Linked DNA regions of Triticum aestivum: region 2 is linked to region 1. The links are chromatin contacts, called in public Hi-C maps. All regions are on one chromosome and are shown on one strand. The core of a region is the stretch at or near the end of the contact, and the rest is flanking DNA. Distances in the headings are between cores, read along the strand shown. Region 1 holds the start of LOC100037537 (thioredoxin H-type-like). Region 2 holds the start of LOC123182556 (calmodulin calcium-dependent NAD kinase).

Region 1 (5,511 bases), core at 1,783-4,282:
TTATCCATGTCAACGGGCTGATTTTGTGGCAAACTAGCATGTGGAGATGACGAGCAAAGATCAGAGATTGTATGTTGGGAGATGAAAACACGCGATTCTTCCACGCCGCTGCAAATTGTCACTCCAAAAAAAAAAACAGAATGCTGATGAGAGATGACATACAGCACTCTGAGAATTCAGAAAAGCTGGCTATCGCTGCGCAGTTCTTCTCAAGCTTGTTTGGACAGGACTCCTTACCTCTTCCAGTTATTGATCCCGCAAATCTGTATGATCAACTCGACCTTAGTATGTTGGATGAACCTATCGCCTGGCTGAGATTGTTAATGCTATCAACAGATCATGAGGTAACATAATGCAGCAAGAGGATTTTCTGGGATGCTTAAAAGTATCGACTGCATGCATTGGAAATGGAAAAACGGCCCATTTGCTTAGCAGGGGATGTATAAAGGCGGTTGCAGTGTGGTACTTGAGGCGGTGGCCACACAGGACCTCTGGATTTGGCACTCCTTCTTTGGTATGCCCGGAACTCACAATGACATCAATGTGCTGCAGTGCTCTCCTGTCTTTGCCAAGCTTGTTGAAGGTCATTCTCCTTCGGTGAACTTCGAGGTCAATGGGCGGCAGTACAACAAGGGGTACTACCTAGCTGATGGCATCTATCTGAAATTGTCTACATTTGTGAAGACTATCTCAAACGATGTGCCAGGAGGCAAGAAGTCCCACTTTGCCAAGGTGCAGGAGGCTTGCAGGAAGGATGTCGAGCGGGCATTTGGTGTGCTCCAATCTCGATTTGCTGTTGTCCGGTACCCTACTCAGACCTGGTCGAAAGATCAAATGTGAGAGATCGTGACTTGCTGTGTCATCTTGCACAACATGATCATCGAGAGCGAGCAGGAAGATCCAGTGTTTGACACTGAACCATACTACAGGCAGGGTCCTCTAGCCGAAGTTGATCACCAGCTACCGGCAACCTGGACTGCCTACCTCAGTATGCGTCAGGAGATCCGAGACCCACAGGTGCATCATCAACTGCAGCAGGATCTGGTGGAGCACCTATGGAGGATCAAGGGCGCCGCCTAACTCGACGTGTGATGAAATATGAGTTTTTATTTGTTGAATTATATAATTTGTATTGAACTATTTATTGTTGCACTATTTTGTTGAACTATTTGATTTTCTGTGATGAACTATGTGATAAAAAAAATATTTATGTTGAGAATTCAACGCCGAACCACACCGAATATGGACCATTTTTCGCTGAAAGTGGGCCGAAAAGCACCCAGGAATGGGTCGATATCGGCGCCTGGGGGCGACCTGGGGGTGACGGTTGGATGCCCAACCGCCCCCAGAGCCGATTTTACCGCCGACTCGCCCTCAGGCGGTGATTTTTATGCCTCCTGGAGGGCCAACGGCTGGAGATGCTCTTAGCCTGAGTCGCCATCATCTTTGTCTTCCCTCTAAGAGCATTTCCAACCAAACATAGCTAATTTGATTCTCTATACATCCAGGGACGTGTCCACTCATATCCAAACCTTAAACTCATACAACCTCATGCAATGTTAATCAACACAACATAGATAAACTAAACACATATCATTGATACGATTGGGCATAGCAAAAAAATCATACAACCAGATATGGCAAGTTCAAAAAACAGATAGTTCACCACTACAATAACATTAATACGATATACTATTAGACAAAGATAGCAGTCACCTCTTATTCACCTTGCCCTTTCCCTGTCGTCTCTAGAGCGACGGTATTACACGTTGCCGCATAGAGGGTCATTGGAGTTGTTGGAGGCACTAGAGGATTTGGATGAGGAGGGGAGCCCTAGCAGGCAACGGACTACGCAAGCGCGGTACTTGGCGAGGCGGCTAACTTTGGCATCCGCCATAGCTTTCTTCTTCAGTGGGCACTCGAACTCCCTAAGCTCTAGCTGCAATGCTTTCACATTTTTATGGCGATTGCGGCAGGCGTTTGTCTGAGCGGTGGTCAAGGACTAGTGCAGGACGCCGCAGATGAGCTCATCGTCGAAGTCGAAGGTAAGGGAGACCGACACAGATCTACAAGAGCCATGCCTGCCTCATGCGGCGAGCTGCCCATGCCTTTGACTTGAGAAGCCACCGCCGCGTGCTTGAAGGTGTTGAGATCAGCACCCAACACCGACCAAGAGGTGCAGGGAGCGGAAGTGACATCCCGGAGCTGCAAGAGCCCCACCAGACCACCGGGCGGGCGTGGACCACGCCGAGCCTACGCGGACTAGCCTGGAGTTGGAGGAGTGCCGCCAGGCCACCAGAGTGGTGCGTCGAGATCGAGCTTCCACCCCTATCCATCAGCAACCTACAGATGGCAATGAAGATAGCAACTCGTCATTTGACTCTGCCGCGATGGCGTCCCAATCAACGGTGTCGGCTTCAGAGGAGGAGTCGCTGCTGGAGCCGGATATGGTGGTGACTGACGGCGACAAAGGGAAGGGGAGAGGAGTTGGAGCGGTGCTGTTGAGGAAGTGTGACTAAGATTTGGTCAGAGTGGTGTTTTTGTGGGGGTCGAGGTGGGCCAACACGGGCCAATCTGGCGTGGTAGCCGCGTTGAAACCATCTCATATCCCACCCACATAGGGAATGGATATGAAGGGTGTCGAACAACCCGGACAAATAGGCTGGGTACACGGGGTCTGATATTGTGGCGGTTGGTTGCGAGATGATTTTTGCCATGCCTCACGCGTGTTTGCAGTGTGGTGTTTGAATCAGGCCCTCGCAAAGGTACGGATGTAGACCTATTCACCACGTCAGAGAAGAAAAAGAACTGTTCAATCACACACGCCTCAGGTGGCCCGCCCGTTTGAATGCACACGCCCATCTGACTGTTCAACAGTCCCAGCCCGGAAAGCTACGCCCTCCAGGGGCTCCGCCGTAATTTCGCGCAGGAGGAAAGGGCATATTCGTCATAGCCCGCAGGATAAATTCCGATTCCTGCCTGCCGGACAAAGACAATATCTTTGGGGAGGCGAGCCGGGATTGGAGACCGAGGCCAGAAGGCAACAACAAAGTGCGCGTGAGAAATAAGCGGTGCTTGCCGAGAAGAGAGAGAGAGAGAGAGAGAGAGAGAGAGAGAGAGAGAGATGGCGGCGTCGGCGGCGACGGCAACGGCGGCGGCGGTGGGGGCGGGGGAGGTGATCTCCGTCCACAGCCTGGAGCAGTGGACCATGCAGATCGAGGAGGCCAACGCCGCCAAGAAGCTGGTATACACATCTATCTATCTATCTCCTGATTGATCTGGTTCCGTTATCCCCTCTTCCTCCTGCAAAGCGGGAGGAGCGCTAGGGTTTGTTTCAGATCCCACTCGATCCGTCGAGCGCTAGTGTTTCTTTGTTCACACCACCCAAATCTAAAACCTAGGAGCAGTGATGTTTGGTGGATGAGAGCTGTTTCGTGTATGTAGTGGGCTCCTGACGACTAATCTGTGCTTAAAACAAGTTGCTGGATTGTTTTACGATTGCGATTCAGAGAGCGTATAGGGCTGATTTGTTTTCCCCCATCTTAGGGATGCGGCGAATCTGGTATTTGTGACCAGGAAAAATTGCAGCAAAAACAGTTAATCACAACTAGACTAGTTGACTGGACTTTCTTGTCAGGGGCTCTGCTAAGCCAATTGTTATAGTAGGCCGGAGAAAAACGCCAATTCAGATTTGAGACATTTTGTAGCGCAGGTGGCACCCCTCCCTGCAAGGTCTTTCTTTGAATTGTCTAAAACCACTGTCATGTGTTGATTACGTTGTAGTAATAGCGTTGCCTTGATCCTGTGTAATGATGCATATGTTTGGAACATCTTTCTGTGTCAGCAGATCGCGCGTCTCTTTACACGACTCTTGCAATATGTTTTCCGCGCTGTGCTGCCTGACGAGTTTTGTGGTGTGTGGATGGAGATTGGAGAGTCCTTTTGTTCTTCTTGTTAAGATTGTAGAGATTGCCATCGTGTGCAATATCCCCCTATTTGATACTGCTACAAATTGGCACCAACATTGTACTATATGTAGATCGTGTCTCTTCAAGTCTGTATACAAAGAATGATGGTGTTAACCCACTGAAACTCTGAACCATGGCCTCACATGATGATCATTATGGAGTAGTTTGTAATATATTTTTTGCGGGGGAGTTTGCAACTTTTCATGGAGTTTCGACTCAGAAATTCTGGAACAAGCGCAGCAATCCAATGTAAATTTTACTCCCTCCGTTCTTAAATATAAGACCTTTTAGATATTCCACTATGGACTACATACGGATGTATATAGACATACTTTAGAGTGTAGATTCACTCATTTTGCTCCGTATGTAGTCTAAGTGGAATCTCTAAAAGGTCTTATATTTAGGAACTTGGAGTGCAAGCTCTGGTATAGGAATTAGCAATAGCATTTTTTTAAAAGCAAAAGCATTATTGACACATGCTTTGAATATATTCTTCACGATCATGTTAACCTTGTTTTGCACCTAACAGGTGGTCATTGACTTCACTGCATCGTGGTGTGGACCCTGCCGCATTATGGCTCCAATTTTCGCTGATCTCGCCAAGAAGTTCCCAGCTGCTGTTTTCCTCAAGGTCGATGTTGATGAACTGAAGGTAATGGAACTGATGTCGCTGTTTACAGAGTATCGTGGTACAAATTCAGAGCTGTGTTACTAACAAAGCTTTTTGTGTTGTATAAACAGTCCATTGCTGAGCAATTCAGCGTGGAGGCCATGCCAACCTTCCTGTTCATGAAGGAAGGAGACGTCAAGGACAGGGTTGTCGGAGCTATCAAGGAGGAACTGACGAACAAGGTTGGGCTACACGCGGCCCAGTAATCACCTAGCGGTGTAGTATTGGCCTAAATAAAATTGCCGCTCAACAAGTAGTGCCTCTAATGGCACCTTATATCCTGTGTACTTCTTGTTACTTGTTGGTTTATGGATAATGCGTTGCTTAATCCAAGCTAGTGTGCTTTTGCATAAATAGTTTTCGCCCCTTTGGATGTGAATTTGCCTGGATCTATCCTGATCTACAAGCTGGGATGTGCATGTGCACACGGTTCCAGTGTTGGTTCCCCTCTCCGATCCCACCTGGAGCTGGAAGTTCTCCCCTTTTCAAAAAAAGGGAGGAAATTCTCTTCCGGATTCAAGCAGAAACATATTTTGATTCGGTTTCATCAGGCTAGCAATCCTCTCTTCATATATACCTGGACAATCGTCTTGTAGATAGCTTGAAAGGAGGGGAAGATCCATCCATGTACATGGAGGAGGGCTTGGAAGAGTACGTCAACGTGACGGAGAGCGCCATCTTCGGCGCCTCGCTGACACCGCCTGCGCTGCCCCTTTTCAACGGTCCTCCTCCGAGCTGGGTCCTCCTCGACGTCTCCGCCTACATAGCCGCCGGCACCACCGCCGCCGCCGGCACCAGGGGAGGCCATGCCATAGAGGTCACCATGATCGCCGCCCGCCCGCCGCTGGTCTCCCACATCCGCGTCAACTGCCC
Region 2 (5,758 bases), core at 2,996-5,495, 250 kb after region 1:
CGTCCACGCAGTTGGCCTCGTCGTTCAGGCCGCTCACCCGCTCCAGGCACCCGATCTCCTCCGGGTCCACCAGCAGGTTGCTCTCGCCGTCCTTCCACCCTATCAACTGCAATGCCATGCGCAACAGCGTTCAACAAACATGATACTCCAGCTCCAAGAGTGGGTTGTACTCTCATTGTTGGCTTCGGACAGAGCGGTGGCTAGTCCTCACCTTTGGGGCACCCATGGAGTTGGTGCTGTAGAGCCTCGCGTTGTCGACGACGCCGCAGTATCCGCGGAACGCGGTGGCGAATCGCTTGTGCGACTGCAGCTGGGACTTGACCCTCACCGCTCTCCCCGTGATCACCGCTCTCCTGCCAATGCCAAACTTTTTTAGATACAAATGCTTCTGTGTTTCCACATTCAAGTATGAGCAGAAATCTTCCTCTCTGTTGGGTGAGATGTTCAGTACTTGAAGTAAAGTAGTTCGGCCAAATGGCGATAGCGCGAGATACTAGAATGAGCAGAATTTCAGCGATGCAGGGGCTAATTTTGGCATGGACTGAATTAGTAGGAGATTCACCTGATTCCTCTCACAACAGCGAGGTAGGCATCACAGACGACACCGACCAGCTCGATGCGGTAAGGCTTCCTCGACCTCATCTCGCTCTCTTCGTCGGCACTGCGGGCCTCGACCGGCTCCCAGTAATCCTCCGTGATTGACCCATCTTCAGTGACCTTGTAGCCGACGCCCATGCGGTACCTCTGCCGGTGCACTGCCCTTGCCATGGCTACCGTTTGCTGGAAGAATGGCTCCCATGACAGTGTGCCATCCATGATCACGTCCCTCCCTTCGTTCAGGGCGGTCACCAGGAGCGATGAGGCCGCGTCCATCGATGACTGGTGCACCTGTATCGACGTTGTGAATCACGATATAAGAAGTGCATAATGGTTCATCAGCTAATTCAGTTCGGATAAATTGCTTGTTTCCTTTCAGTATAATTGAAATGATGAGTTTCTGGGTTTGCTTCAGGTTGGTTTCTGATATCGCTTTTGATTATTAGAAGTCTGAACCAGTAGAATGTGCAACCTTGTTCATTTTGATCAGTCAATTAATCGGTATATACTGTGCTACTCACATAGAAATATGCATATATATATATAGCAATCATAGTAACATATACCAGCTCTGCTGTCTGCAACATGTCGTTGTGGTGGCCTCTTGAGCTGATGGCTCGATATATAACATCGGTTTCCTTGAATGCATCTGCCTCCACCACCACTGCATTTGCTGCTGCTCCAGACCAAAATGATCTACAAATTATAGGGTGATCAGCGTATAGACAAAGTCTTCTATTTAACTGCTCTACTTGCTTTGAGGAAAGTCTCGGTAATGTTTCTGTCTTCTCAAATCAGTTTTTAACAGCTCGGCATTTCTCGTCCATTTACTCGGCATTTTTGTGCAAAGTGTGCAGGTTGCCAGAAGAAATTTACAGTGAGCAACAAGTACAGAATTGATCAACTTACTCCTTTAGTATATCTTTAAGTACAGTGCTCTTGCCAGCTCCCATTCCACCACCCATCAGGAGTAGGACTGGGCTGCGATCACAATGTGCTACTGGGACCATCACATCGCTGCACTGTGCCGGACCTTGGGGAGATAGTCCTATGGCCTTCAGCTCTTCCACCAGTGTGGAGAATAGCCTAGTTACCTTCAAGTTTCTTGTGACCCTTTCGAATCTCTGACTCCTGTGTTTAGAGGAGATTCAGATACTAGACTTCAGTTTTGGTGTCAGAGAAACAGAGATCATTACCTGTAATTATATCTCATACTTATGACTGAACCAGATTGAGTTTATGTATTCTTTTTAAGAAGAAAATGCCATCTCAGATCTAAGTTGTAAACATATGCTCAAACTCCTCTGCCTAGGAAGTTAGGGAGATAGATGATGCATGAAGGGGCTTGTTAAGCATGCAGTTCTTGTGGTTTTATTTTCGTATTTTTTTCACATTTTTAATGGATTAATTCAACTACAGTTCTCCTATGCAGACATATTTCGCTTTAGAAACGGACAGATATACACAAGTAGAATTATTGTATCCCACTGGCAGTGAATTAATTGCTTTCATGATTAACAATAAGAAACGCAGACACAAACTGGACCAGAGAATTTAGCAATGCACTCATTCAAAGGGACATTTCCCGGAAAGTCTCATGACAAACCAACATGTGGTTGTGGGAGTAATTTAAAACCTTAGCACATGGGCACCATCTCAATCTCATCACTCCTGACCTCAAAAGATGCAGTTTCTGCTACAGAGCCCACGCTGAGCTCTGAAGTTGATCTAGTGCCAGGTTGACTAATTTATCACTCCGTCAGATAAAAGTAGAAGTCAACTGTGTGAATAATTCAAGGACGAAATCCAGCACGCCGATAAAGAAGAACTTATCAAACCACACACAAGAGGGACATACCAAGCTACATACACTAAGATGATGTAAGCTAAAAATAATGGGCGAAGCAAAGCAAAGAATAGACAACCACAACGCATTGACAGGCTCTACTATGACGCGTGCCGCTTAAAGAATGGATAATCAATCACCTAGTGGCCTCCAATACCATGTTCCTGAGCTTTCTCTTGGGCGCGCCTTCCACTGTCAGAACCTGTGGAGATCACACTGTATCAAATCAATATACAAAATATCAGTGGAAGAGCATCGTCGCAAGGAAGGAAGAAGAGAAGGTCGATTTCATTCAAAAGCCGTCGTCATCGTCGCTCCTTAATTTTTACCTGGGTGATCATGTAGGTGGAGCATTTCCAGTGGAAGGAGAAGTAGCCGAGTATGCACTTGTCGAGCTCCTCGATGAAGCTGACGATGAGGGAGCCGGGGTCGGCGGTGTTGTGGAAGAAGGCGAATATGTTGTCCTCGTAGCCCTTGTTCTTGCGCAGGTAGTCGTAGGCCAGCGTGCACAGGTGGGGGCACTCGCTGGCGTGGTCGAACCCGATTTGCCTGGCTGGAGAAGAAGAGAGGCCACAGGTTTTTGTCAGGCAGGCAGGAAGGTGCAGGGGAAGCTCCAAAACGGCATTATTGTCATAGGATTGTGAAGCTAGTAGAGCCAGAAGGAAGGAACATGCCGTGCGTCTGGATCTCTTTGATGGCGATGTGGGTTTTACTTGTTTATTGTATAAAAGAGGTGGAAATGATAGCGATGTGCATCCGGCAGGGTCACAGAAACATTATCTAATGTACAGTTTTTTGTGTATGGCATGGGCAAGTTGGGTGTCTAGTTAAATGTCCACCATGAGCAAGCAGAGCCGGTAATTTTAATTAACAAATCGAGAGGGGATGCTTGTGCAGCTGGGATTCCGGGCTGCGTCCCTATTTCTTGGATTGGGATCCGCTGGGGCAAGGAGCGGCAGCGGTGCGAACCACGAGAATCTGAGGATGTTCACCTGGTGAAATTGATCGCGTAATTCACTGGTACAAACTGAAGGATGAGCATAAAAGCAGCACAGACGAACAGGAACACTATTCAGATTATCAGGTAGGCCAAAACTGAAACGCGTAGCTGCTCCGTCGATGGATACAAGGCAAGGAGCGAAGAGCAAACAGCACCTAGCGGCGGGGCGGCTGCTGAAGCTAAAGCAAGGGAACGGGGCGGCGAGGGGAGGGGATGGAGAGTGGCGCAAGTACGTACCGACGTAATGGGAGAAGCGCTCGAGCTCCTCGACGCGGCTGGCGCTGGAGACGGCCAGGCGCGGCACCAGCGCCGCCGCGGGCCCGTCGTCCCTCATGCCCCCTCCTGACCTTCCGGCGGTTGAAGGCGAAGGGAGACGAGAAATGCGCTCAACAGGCCCTCCTCGTCCGCGGCAGTGAGATCAGACAGGGAGGGTGCGGCGTGGATTTGTTTATACGGAGCGGGAGCGGGAGCGGGTCGCCGATGCTTCTGGACAACCCACCCGAGGGTGGGTCGGAAATCCTGGAGCCCCGGGGGTAGGCGGTACAGTGGCGTGCCCCTAGCTAAGCTACGGAGCGGAGCGGACGGAATGCGCGGCCGGCCGGGCGGCGGCGATGGGGACGGACGGCCCGGGATTCGCGGGGTGGGAGCACTCGGCGGCCGCGGCGTGGAAGGAAAGAAGGAGAAGGCCTGGCTGCCTGTATGTATATGTATGGACGGTACGGTACGGTCCGCGGCCTCGCGACGGCGTAGAGGGAGGAGCGCGCGGTGGTGGTTGGTGGTGGTGGTGTGCAGGGTGCGGGGCCAACGGCCGGTGGCTGGCGATGGCAGAGAGAAAGAAAGAAAGCGTACGGGTGAAATGATCGCGCGCGGGCAGTTTTGACTTTGCTGCCCATCGCCCACACCGGCAAATTTGACAATTTTGACCTCGGAACGAAATCATTTCATAGAATGAATTGGGTGCGAAACTATTTCACTCTCCTGACCTTTTTGTGTAGCGTCCGCCACGCCGGTGCCACACCGTACTGTGCAGCGCCTAGCTCAGCGGCGTTGCACACCTGTCCACCGTGGCAGCCCCTGGGCCCGCACCCAGCAGTGCAGCGTCTCCGAGCTAGGCGCCACACATGGAATGTGCAGCGCCTAGACTCCGGGCTACGCGTTGCATAAGTCTGTAGCTATCCAGAAAGCAACATAAGGTAGGCCTCCAGTCTGGGGCAAAAATTTCGCTAAGTGTTTGTGCAGCGCCTAGCTAGGAGGCGCCACACTCTACAGTGAAACGCCTAGGCTCAAGGCGCTGCACTATAGAGTGTGGCGCCTCCGGGCTAGGCGCTGCACAAGTCTGTAGCTATCCAGAGAGCAACAGAAGGTAGGCCTCCAGTTTGGGCCAAAAAATTCGCTAAGTTTTGTGCAGCGCCTAGCCTGGGGGCGCCACACTGTACAGTGCAACGCCTTGCTGATGGGCGCTGCACTGTAGAGTGTGGCGCCTGCCAGCTAGGCGCTGCACAAACACTTAGTGTTTTTTGGTCATTCATACTGGGTCATTTTCAGCCACACTTCAACATTTCGTATAATAAACATTAAGGTTCAAAAAGTGTTCACCAAAGACATCATTTCTTAGAAAGGACCATCACAATAAGTTCAAGTTTAACATAGAGCTACCACCACTCCAAGTTCAACGACATAACAAATTCCACATTACTAATAGCTACGACCACTCCATGTTCAACGACATAACAAATTCCACATTACTAATAGCTACGACCACTCCAAGTTCAACGACATAACAAATTTCACATTACTAATAGTTACCACCACTCCAAGTTCAATGACATAACAAATTCCACTCTAAGTTCAACATTATAAATAAAGGACGATGACTAGTGCTTTCCGCGCTTGCTGGCTCCTCCCCCCTCTTGACGCTTATCTTCTTCACCTTCCTAGGAAGAGGAACCCGCTCCGGCTCCGGCTCCGGTTCCTCCACGTCATCTACATTGTCATCCAAATAGTCATCCAAAGCCGCCATCCGCGAGGTGCCGACCGTCCTTTTGCCTCTTTGGCCTCTTTGGGTGAAGTCTTCAGGTGTGTACTTGTTGATTCCCTTCCTAGGTTTCAACTCGTATGCAGACCGAGCCTGGTACGTCCCCACGGTCATATCATCAGCAACCTATGCATCAACAGAAGATATGGAAAGACCGTGTGTGAGGATATGGTTAGCAATGCATCAACAAATGGATATATATCGTCATGCCATACCTCTTGGGTGACCACACCCACATCCTCATCCGCGAAAGGTTCACCATGGCCCTGCCCCGAAGCGG

What was found. A called contact is a pair of places that touch in the nucleus more often than the background predicts.
Region 2: a Hi-C map of leaf shows a contact between it and region 1, with 5 times the contacts expected there. The contact joins the promoter of LOC123182556 here to the promoter of LOC100037537 in region 1. A contact is called at or near these places in 4 of 5 Hi-C or Micro-C datasets (leaf and an unstated tissue).

Annotation. Positions count from the first base shown.
Region 1 is chr1D:421,862,805-421,868,315 of IWGSC CS RefSeq v2.1, forward strand. It overlaps LOC100037537 (thioredoxin H-type-like), which reads left to right and starts at 3,033. Exons shown (of 3, transcript XM_044595169.1): 1 at 3,033-3,244; 2 at 4,498-4,620; 3 at 4,710-5,511. The coding sequence starts at 5,264.
Region 2 is chr1D:422,113,618-422,119,375 of IWGSC CS RefSeq v2.1, forward strand. It overlaps LOC123182556 (calmodulin calcium-dependent NAD kinase), which reads right to left and starts at 4,246. Exons shown (of 8, transcript XM_044595171.1): 1 at 3,681-4,246; 2 at 2,773-2,996; 3 at 2,584-2,645; 4 at 1,507-1,728; 5 at 1,164-1,293; 6 at 563-888; 7 at 212-353; 8 at 1-106. The coding sequence starts at 3,777.